Linked DNA regions of Mus musculus: all the other regions are linked to region 1. A link is a contact called in public HiChIP or PLAC-seq and Micro-C data. All regions are on one chromosome and are shown on one strand. The core of a region is the stretch at or near the end of the contact, and the rest is flanking DNA. Distances in the headings are between cores, read along the strand shown.

The links. A called contact is a pair of places that touch in the nucleus more often than the background predicts. HiChIP or PLAC-seq counts read pairs in DNA pulled down with a chosen protein or histone mark.
Region 2: a contact with region 1 is called in a Micro-C map of embryonic stem cells, with 9 times the contacts expected there. The contact joins the promoter of Rims2 here to the promoter of Ubr5 in region 1. A contact is called at or near these places in 1 of 39 promoter capture datasets (embryonic stem cells), 2 of 484 Hi-C or Micro-C datasets (embryonic stem cells and nephron progenitors) and 2 of 115 datasets of contacts at active chromatin or transcription factors (astrocytes and embryonic stem cells).
Region 3: a contact with region 1 is called in an H3K27ac HiChIP or PLAC-seq map of regulatory T cell precursor, with 8 times the contacts expected there. The contact joins the promoter of Zfp706 here to the promoter of Ubr5 in region 1. A contact is called at or near these places in 3 of 39 promoter capture datasets (embryonic stem cells, hippocampal neurons and pre-B cells), 1 of 484 Hi-C or Micro-C datasets (muscle stem cells), 5 of 115 datasets of contacts at active chromatin or transcription factors (astrocytes, extraembryonic endoderm stem cells, pancreatic cancer cells and 2 more) and 1 of 9 other capture datasets (adipose tissue).

What each region holds. Positions count from the first base shown.
Region 1 is chr15:38,077,390-38,080,624 of GRCm38.p6, forward strand. Ubr5 (ubiquitin protein ligase E3 component n-recognin 5) reads right to left here and starts at 1,465. Exons shown (of 59, transcript NM_001112721.2): 1 at 975-1,465. The coding sequence starts at 1,036.
Region 2 is chr15:39,196,666-39,199,900 of GRCm38.p6, forward strand. Rims2 (regulating synaptic membrane exocytosis 2) reads left to right here and starts at 1,621. Exons shown (of 27, transcript NM_053271.2): 1 at 1,621-1,873. The coding sequence starts at 1,698.
Region 3 is chr15:37,005,878-37,009,112 of GRCm38.p6, forward strand. Zfp706 (zinc finger protein 706) reads right to left here and starts at 1,525. Exons shown (of 4, transcript NM_026521.4): 1 at 1,251-1,525. It overlaps LOC115488529, which reads left to right. Exons shown (of 2, transcript XM_030248876.1): 2 at 979-2,596. The coding sequence ends at 1,927.

The sequences.
Region 1 (3,235 bases), core at 215-2,714:
TCCCTCAACCTCCGAGTCTGTTTTGCAACAGTACAGGGACTTTTTTTCCTGCTTTATCTTAGGTCCCAGTGAGCATGTGGCCCTGCAACTCAATTCAATATCCTAAAGTGGTAAGACACAGTGGCAGAGCGAAGGGGAAAAAAATCCAAATCAAAACAGCCTTAAGAGATTTTTCAAATATTTTAAATCAAAATTCCTCCTCTGCCCGTAACAAACCCAACCCAGAAATTCACAGCGCGTTAAGCAGCACTGCGAACTGCAAACCGAAGAATTTTCCTTTGACACTCCACTCACGGTTTTCAGCTGTCAAATTACAACTCCAGAAAACACTATCATTAGAATAAAAAAGGAAACAAAAAGGCTCTCACCGCAGGGGCCCAGGAGCAGTTTGGCAGTACCAAGGCGAAGGAAGGAGAGCAAAGGGAATCCAATCCACTTCCCCAACCCCCGCCTGACTTCATTCCCCTCCCGGGGCAGTCAACCTCACTGCAGGGGCTCAAATCTAATAATAATAACAATAATCATGGCGCTCCCTCCCTCCTCCCCCTCCCAACCCGCGGTCTGCCGGGAATCTCTCCCCCACCCCCACCCCGCCTCCCCGGGGAAACCCAGCCCCCGGGACACGACTCGCGGGAGCCCCCGAACCCGCCGCTCCTCTTCCCTCTCTTTTCCACCTCCACCATCCCCCATCCGCATTGTCTGTCTCAATTCAACTTTGACTAATATGGATTCCTCGGGCCTGGGCCGGGAGCCCCCGGCTCCGCCGAGTTCAACGAGGCTCCTCGCGGGAGGGGGAGGGGGCAGCGCGCCGGGCCGTCTACACCGCAGCCGCGTCCACACCGCGCCGGCCCCCGCCCCGCGGCCCGAGGCTCCCAAGTTTGGCCCACACCGGGCCTACAGGGGGCGGTAGGGCCCCCGGCGCGGCCGTGGGGGAGGGGAAAAAGGAGGGAGGTGCCCCTCCCCCGCCCCATTACCTGTCATTGAGCTGGTCCTCGGTGCCCGGCAGCGGGTGGACCACGAAATGGATGGACGTCATGGTACCGCCTGCGCGCCCCGCTCCCGGGAACGAGCCGCTCCCGCTGTCGTCCGGCCCCCCGATCCCCTTCCCGTCCCCGGATCCCACGGCCGCCGCCACCGCCTCCTCCTCCCGGTCCCCAAACGGAGGGCCGCGAGCGCGCAGGGACCGCCGCCTCCCCGCCGAGCGTGTGTCCGCGGCCCGGCGGCCCGGCGCGGCGGGCGGGAGGGCGGATCAACGCGCCGCCCGCTCGGCCGGCCACGGCGCGCACGGACGAGGGCAGCCCGGAGCGCGGCGAGCGGCGGGTGGAGAGGTGCCGGGGCGGACGCGGCGGACGCGGGGAGCGGGGAGGGACAGCAGCCCGCAGCGCGCGTCACTGGCGACGAACCGCCGCCGCCAGCGCCGCCGCCGCCATCTTCACTTCTGCCCCAGTTTCTCCGTCTCGCAGCCTGGGCGCCGATCGGCGGGGGAGGGGCGGAGGGCGGGGCCGCGGGGGCGGGGCTCTGCGCGCGGGGCGGGGCTCCGGGAAACGGGCGGCCGGGCCCCAGCGATTGGGCCGCTTAACGTTGTCGGGCCACGGTGCTGTAAGGTGCTCGCCTATTGGCGCGCTGGGCCGCGAGCCCGGCCCCCCGGGGCGGGGCGGCGTGTTCCAGAGAGCACGTGCTCGGGAAGCCGGGCGAAAGGGCACGCGCGCCGGGTTTCTTTTCCTCCCGGATCCCTAATGGTTGTGCATATGCGAATGGCTTGTTGTTGTTTCTCGTCCTCCAGCCGCATTTATACTTAAGAGAAATGTACCCCGAGGAACCAGAGATGCTCCGCTTCCTACGGCAGGCAGTTACGTAAGAGCCTTATCAAAACCTGATAGTAGGATCTTGGAAGTGACTGTGTAGCAGCTTTCATCAGCACTACCATCGTGCAACGTGGAAATTTCCACTTTTTAGTTATTCGTGTGGTTTTTATATGGGGGTGGTTGTGTGTGTGTATACTTTAATGAAAGATGATATGCATCTGTTGTAGGGAGATTTCTTGTGACCTGGGGTATCAGAACTACAACTTATGAAATTCTTCCTCCTCCGCGTACCCTCACTCCCGAACCGGTACAGTTTCCCTCTTAAAGTTTTCTGTGATCCTTTCGAAATATCGAATTCCGCTGAAAGCATGAAGCCTCTTCTCCAGTCTGTAACAGTCGTTCGTTAAATCGGGTATACAACATTAATGATTGCACAGCAGAGCAGTTTTCTTCTCTTCTTTAGTTTAGGAAGTTCTTTTGAGAATACATGAAAAATTAGATATCAAGATTTACTGGGTACACCATGAGACAGATAAGGAATAATTTTTAGTTGGCCATCAGCTCCAGTTTTCACCTAGATAAACTACAAAGTGTTCAAGGCTGGTCAATGATGCACACCTTTGTCCCAGCACTCAGAAGACAGAGGCAGACAGACATCTTAAGTTGTGGGCCAGCCTGATCTAAGAGTTCCAGGCCAGTTAGAACTACACAGTAAGACCTTGTGTCAGTCAATTAATAGTGAGTTAAGCCACTGAAAGCGCTGCATCCCATGACTACCAACCATCCTGTAATTGCTACTTTGATTTTTTTTTCCCCTCAAGTCCGTGTGATGGACACTGCTGGTTCTAGAGTCAGACAAAGTAGAATTTCAGTCCTGATTCTGCTACTTAACCAAGTGGCCTTAATTATTTACCCAGTTACAGCATTTTGTTATACACTGGGTCTAAATACTGTATGTCAAGCAAAAAGATGTGTCAGGCACACAGCAGTTCATACACATAATGAAAGATTTTTAACATATTGTGTGCACTGCTTTATACTGCCAATGGCTCCAAGTACAGTACACCTCACTCTAAGGCAAAGGATGTCCTGGCTAGCCCGGCAGTGGTGATCCACACCTTTAATCTCAATGCTCCAGGGAGGTAGGCAGAGATCTTTCTGTTCCAAGCCAGCCTGGTCTACACAGTGAGTTCAGGAAAGCTAGGAATACACACAGAGAAACCCTGTCTAGGAGAGGTGGAAAAAAGTCCTTGTTGCATAAGGATTCCAGAGCCCAAACACCTTAGTGCTGAGGCTCAGACAAAAAGCAGTTGTGACTCTGAGTCCGTTCACAATATAATAGCTCCCATCTAGTAGTTAATAATTTAGAAGTATGTAAAACCAATCCAAAAAGATAGGCATGATAAACGCAACGAGAGTGCAGTTAAAAG
Region 2 (3,235 bases), core at 371-2,870, 1.1 Mb after region 1:
GGGAGAGAGCTTACTACACGTAAATACAATACAAACCCCGAAGGTTTTACTCACCAGCCTATAACCTGGCCTAGTACTAAGCAGTGCGAGTGTGGAAGGCGTGGTAGGGGTGTGTACATACACACGCACGAACACTGTAACCTTGCTAACCAAGCACCTGTCTAGTGGCAGGAAGAGGAAGAGGGGGTGATCCAGATCACCTCAGCTGGCTCGCCCCGCCCCGAGGGAGAGCTGTCTGGGCTGCGCTGGGCTTCTCTGAGAGCCCGCGCCGGTGGTGGCCACCTCCCTCCTATTGGAGTCGGTTTTCTTCTGTTCTTTGACTGAGCCTGTCTCCAGGCTTTCTAAAATCAGGCTAACGCTCCAATAACGACTCTTCTCTAGATTAGAGTGACCGGCAGAAAGGGGCTGAACGGCCCGATTCCTCCGGGGACGTGATCTGACCCTTTCCCTCTTACACCTTCCAATCGCCTCGGGCAAACCGCCCCAGCATCCTGTCTTCTGTACCTCTCCGTGCAGCGGGTACCGACAACCCAGTTTTCCAGAACTTCCGCACTCCCGCCCAGGTCCTTTCCACTCCCTCAGGCTCTTCCCCGCTGCGAGTCCCGGGCCGCTGACACCGCAGGGACACCCACCTGCTCCGATCTTCCCTCGTCCAGGGTCCAGTACCCCGCCCGGGACAGCTCGGGGGGCGCCCGGTCCCTCAGGCTCGGCGCCAGCCACCTGAGATCCTCCCGCCCCCACCGCCCACAGCCCCGCACCCCGGGGCGCCCGCTCCCTCGCCGCCCTGCTCCTCACAGCTCCCCGCCCCGCCCCAGCCGTTAGCAGGGTCCGGGGCGAGCGTCGGCCGAGTCCGGGCCTGGGCGGTTCGCAGGGGACACGGGCCCGGCGGGAAGAGTCGGCGAGGCAGAGGCGGCGCGGGCGAGTGCACCTAGCGGGCCCGCCGCGCCGACTCCGCGGACACTGGGGGCGGCGGCGGCGGGACCCCGGGCGGGCGCGTGATGAGGCGCGGCGGGCGGCCGGCCCCGCGGCGCGCGCGAGCTCACTTGGGTCCGGGCGTTGGCAGCCGCGGGCCGCGGGCCGGAAGATCGGCCGTCTGGGGCCGGGGTGGGGGCTGGGGTCCCCTGCCGCAGCCCGCGCCTCGTGGTTCCCGGAGGGGTCCTCCCTCGCGGAGCCCCGGAGCCCGGTGACGCGCCAGCCGGCGGGACGGCCGCTCTCGCCGCCTCCGGGCGCTCGGGGCGAGTTCCCGGGACTCCCCAGGGGTCGGGCTCGCGGGCAGCGCTTCCCGCTCCGCTCCGCCGCCGCGCCGGACACTCGCGCCCCGGCCCGCGGCCGCCTCCCTCCAGTCACCCCACCCTCAGCCGTCCCCGCCACCTTACTCCACCGCCCTCCCCCGCCGCTCCGCGCACTCGGCGTCGGGGCCTCCAGCTCCTCGCTCCCGCGAACCGCTCACTTGGCAGCCCTTCGCCCCCGGGAAGAAGAAACATTTCCCCGAGCGCACTCCTCAGCCCTCCCCCCTCGGCCCTCCCCTCCCCCTGCCTTCTTTCCTGGGGGAGGGGGGCTGTCGCCTCGGATTGAAGGCCATTGATTTGTATGCATTTGTCCCAGCCCCGGAGGCTGCCCCAGCCGCCCGCGCCCGAGCCGCGGCTGCCAGCGGAGTTGCCTCCCTGCTTCCCTAGGGTGGTTCGGCTCCGCCAAACATGTCGGCTCCGCTCGGGCCCCGGGGCCGCCCGGCTCCCACCCCGGCGGCCTCTCAACCTCCTCCGCAGCCCGAGATGCCGGACCTCAGCCACCTCACGGAAGAGGAGAGGAAAATCATCCTGGCTGTCATGGATCGTCAGAAGAAAGAAGAGGAGAAGGAGCAGTCCGTGCTCAAGTAAGGACCCGGCTCCATCTTCCCGCCTCCCTCCCTGCCCTCCGCCCCCCTCGGCCGCTTCCCCGCGACCGCCCGCGCGCCGGGGATCGCCGCCTTTCCTCCCCGCCGGTGGCGCGGGGGCCACGAGGGCTGCGGCCCGCGGCCGCCAGGGTCGCTTTCTAGTTGTCAGCCGCGGGGGTGTGTGTCGCGGAGGGAGGGCGCCGAGGCCGGCTGAGGTGACGGTGGCGAGCTCGGGGAGGCGGCGGTTTCCCCGGCGCCCTCCGGCTTTCCCCGCGGGCCACTTCGGCTCCCGGGATGAGGCTGAACCCTGGCTCCTCGCGTCCCATTTCCTTTCCCGCCGCCCCCGCGCGGAGGCAGTGACTGGGGCAAGGAATCCAATATGGCCGTGCACAGGTGCTCCCGGGCCGGACCCGGGTGAAGCGCCCAGGCCCGGGGTGCCGGTGCCACCGGGGTCGCTCGTCCCGCGCCTGCGAGGGCCGGCTCCGTCCCCAGCCCCGGGAGGAGCTGCGCTGCCCACGGTCGCAGCGGACAGGAAGGCTGCGGGGCGGGCGAGGGGGCCTAAGCGCGGTCTCGTCTCGTCTCGGGTGGGTGTGCGGCCGCCGCCATCTTCCAGCCCCTCCCCCTCGGCGGGTGCTAACACCCTGCACTCTGCTGCTGTTCTTCCTGTTTGCAACTAGTAAATCTGTAGGATCCCGAGGAGACTCCACTTCCTACCATCGTGGCAGTTTGGGTTGCTCCCTGCTTGTGAAGTTCTACTATGTTTGCTCACAGTCCAGCCAGCGGGGTTTTGGCGAGGGTGGGAGGCGTGAAAGTAGCACCCAAGCATCGGTTTAGAGGCGGTGTAACTTCAGCACCAGGGAACTGTCCAGAATGAGTTTTCCTTTACTTTGGGATTCCTTGTCAGTGTAGCACTGTAGCTGAGATTGTTTCTACAGGTTTGCTTTTAAATGTTTTATGATTTTTTATATCTCGGTTGCTTCTGGAAAGTCATTGTCTGGATCTGTAAAGATCTGTAACCCTTTAATGTTTGTCCAAGTCGTTACTCACTATAAAAATTAACCTGTATATGCCTAAAGAGAGGGAGGGCAGTTCTCTTGCATGTCACCGAATACACTTTCCCATAATCGCTATAGAAACACACAACTAAAAGCGTTGACTTCCTCCTTGAAAAGAAATAGCTTACTGACCTTCACCACTTATTTTGAAAACAGGTTGTTGAATTCAGTATTTTTTTTTTTTACAAATGAAAACACACCTTGTCTAGATGTACATCTTCTCACATTTTAGTGAAGCAGATTTTACATAACCTATGGTAACAAACATATCAAATAGATATATATCTTTAAAAGATACAAGTTCTCA
Region 3 (3,235 bases), core at 275-2,774, 1.1 Mb before region 1:
GATGGTGGGTCTTCAATACATGAACACCAATGCTTTGAAAACATTCCTTAAAAAAAAAAATTAATATATATGGGTACACTGTCGCTGTCTTCAGACACACCAGAAGAGGGCATCAGATCCCATTATAGATGGTTGTGAGTCACCATGTGGTTGCTGGGAATGGAACTCAGGACCTCTGGAAGAGAAGACAGTGCTCGTAACCGCTGAGCCATCTCTCCAGTCCTGAAAACACTCTTAATGTCCCCCTGTCTTAGTATCAGATCTTTACTAGATCATTCTGATTGTCTAAAACATCTTAACTCTTCCATAAAGCATGGCTTATGTATGTGAATTACTTGGTGAACAGATCTTAAGGGTTTTATGCTTAAGTTACAGAACCTCACATCAGTAATTCCAGAACTTTCCTTGCCATCTAGAAATTAAAGCAGCTACTTTGATAACCTTTTCATGAAGCGTGCTGTAAAAACAATGCCATCAGATAAGCAAAAACTATTTTTTAACTTTTGCGTTTAGGGCTTCTCCTAAAACACAACAGAACACCTAAGATTTAACCCATTTTCTTTACCACCACCAACGGTTACAAAAAGGCAAACGCTTCAATAAACACAAAATGTAACACTAGGCAAAGGAGATCTGTTCTAACAGGCTAGCTGAGCGGGGCAGGCCCCTAACTTCTGACAGCACAGATTTCCTTTCTGAAAGCAGAAGTGCAAACGATCCAACCACCTGCTTTCGGACAGTTCAACTTACAATTTGCTCTTGACCAGCTCATCGAGTTTTTGACAAAATCTTACGTATAAATCGCTCCCTGATTAAGTGGGACAAACTGAAAGGCAATAAATCGTTTGCAAACAGTTACCAGCTGATTTTTAATAAAAGTTTTAGCTTTCCCAGGAGGCTGCAAATGAGCTACGAACCAGGAAGAGTTCTTGGAATACCAGGACTCTTGAGAAGGAGGCCCTAAGGGGCCGCTTAAAGAGAAACAACTTACTCTGAGGCCGGGGAGCCAGGAAATGGGCTCACACTCTGCAACCAGCCAGAGCAAGGGGCCCAGGTCGGCTCCGCGGCACGATCCCAGCTCTCAACAGCCATTCGTGGGCAGACTCAACCCCACGGTTGCAGCCCGGCCCGCCCGAGGCCTCGGCGGCCCTCAGCCCCGCGCCCGCTCCGCCGGGAGTCCGACGCCCGCCCCGGCCTCCCGCCGCCGCGTGCCTCCCGCCCCGGCTCCCGCGTCCTGCGGCGCCGCTTACCCGGGCCGGGCCGGTCTGGCGTCCGAGAGACCGCGCAGCGCGAGAAGAGCTGGGCAGGACGAGTAGGGAAGGAAGGGTCGAGCCCCGCACCGCTTGGGGCCTCCGCCACCCGCAGAGGAAGGACCGAGCAGAGCCGGGAGCACAACAGCCCGCGCCTCGCACACCCGCCGCAGCGCGCGCCCGCCGCGCCTGAGCCCGAGGCAGGCCCGTCGCTCGTGCCCGCGCACGCCGCGCCGCACTCCCAGTCGCCTCAGCGCCGCCTGCTTGCCCGCGCGGTCCCGCCCCTCACCTTCCTGCGGCGGCTTTGCCCCGCCCCTCTAGCATGCCCGCGTCCTTCCGGTCTGCAGGCCAATGGCAGCTCTCCCCTGTTACATAAGCGCGCGGGGGCGGGGCCTAAGACGGGAACTGCGGGGCCCTCGCCCGCCCCTCTGCTTCCCGCCCGCTCTCTCGGTGTCGTCTCAGCGTGTCCCCCTGCCCTTGCGGTGTGTGACCTCCGGTCTACGGGCGGCTGTCGGCCGAGTGGCTCAGCAGTCACTCTTTCGTGTTTCACTCACCCGGCCTGGCCTTTGCCCCGCCGCCCTCGTTTTTCCCTGGCCAGCCGGGAGCCCTGTAAGGCGCTAGCCGGAGCGGCGGGGGAGTCGCGTCCGGGGCCCCGCGTGGCCGCCGCTCGGCCATGACCCCCTGCCAGACTCGCTGCCATTGTTCCCTCACTGGTTCCGTGCTCAGGGTATTTTGACTTACTAGGGACTTTCACATAGATGGAGACTTGAGCCTGAAAAATCGGCTAAATCCTAACGTGCTCGCTTGGCCTGTGCAGGCTGGCTATTGGATTGCTAATACTTGGGGAAAGAATAAAAGGTCGTTCCCCGCCTCCACTTGATTTAGACCACGTTGTGAACTTCAGATACCTTATTAAGAGCGATTGCAATTCTAACATCTAGTGGTGGTTAGAAATGGCGTTGTAAATCTCTGCATTTGTTGCCCTGTACCTGCAACAAGCTGCTCCCCATTAGATCTAATTAGGTTATAGGTATACTGCTTTTGTGGCCTTAAAACCACTATGTGGTTCAGTCTGTCCTAGAACTGAACCCTTTCACCTCCACAGGAGCTACATGACCATGTGTCGCCATGCCCAGTCAGAATCTCAAACTTGCCTGCCAGTAGCCAGAGAATTCGTTGACTATGAGCATAGTCTACTTTACTTGTACTATGATAACCTTGTCACAGTATTGTTAAAAATAGCCAGAAAGGTGCAACGCAGCTGGGCCATGATTGAAGTGGGCTCATCTTTGATTCATTTCACTTTATGCTCACAAGCCTTTATTAAAATGTAGTTACGTGTTTAAGTTTTGTTACTGTTGCTGATGGTAATCTGTAATCTCCTTTTTATTACTGTATAGCCAGTGACCAACAAAGTGCTGAAAAAACAATATTGAACAGAATGTGTCTAAAGAGACAGGTTTGGAACAGACATGTCAAGAAGCTATAACATAGTTATTAATGGTGGCCACATTTACTGTTGTGTTAATCTGCCTTTTGGGTTGAGAGTCTTGGAGGATCTAGACTTGGGAAATACAAAGAGCTGTTTGTCTAGTCATGAATGACAATGGACACTGCAACTAGACTGTGACATCTGCAGGGGTGAGGTGGTGTCTGAAGTCTTGTGAAGTAGGATTGGTTTGTTGCTTTTTGTCCTGTGGCCTGGGGGAATACTCAAAAGCTAGTATCCCTTGAGTTTTTAATTCATATCTCCTGCAGGAACCTGACAAAAGCTGTAGCTGGAGTTAGTTCTCTCTCTCAGGACAGGACTTTGTTAACCGGGGTCTATGGGGAGTCACTAGGTGTTTAGTGGTAGCTCTGCCTTCTTTCTGGCTGGGGCCAATAGCACCCCATTTTCACTTGAGGAAAAGTAAAAGTCTTTGAGGATACTTACAGATGTTCCCTGGGGGAATCCGAGTTCACAGCAGTAAACTCCACAATGTCTT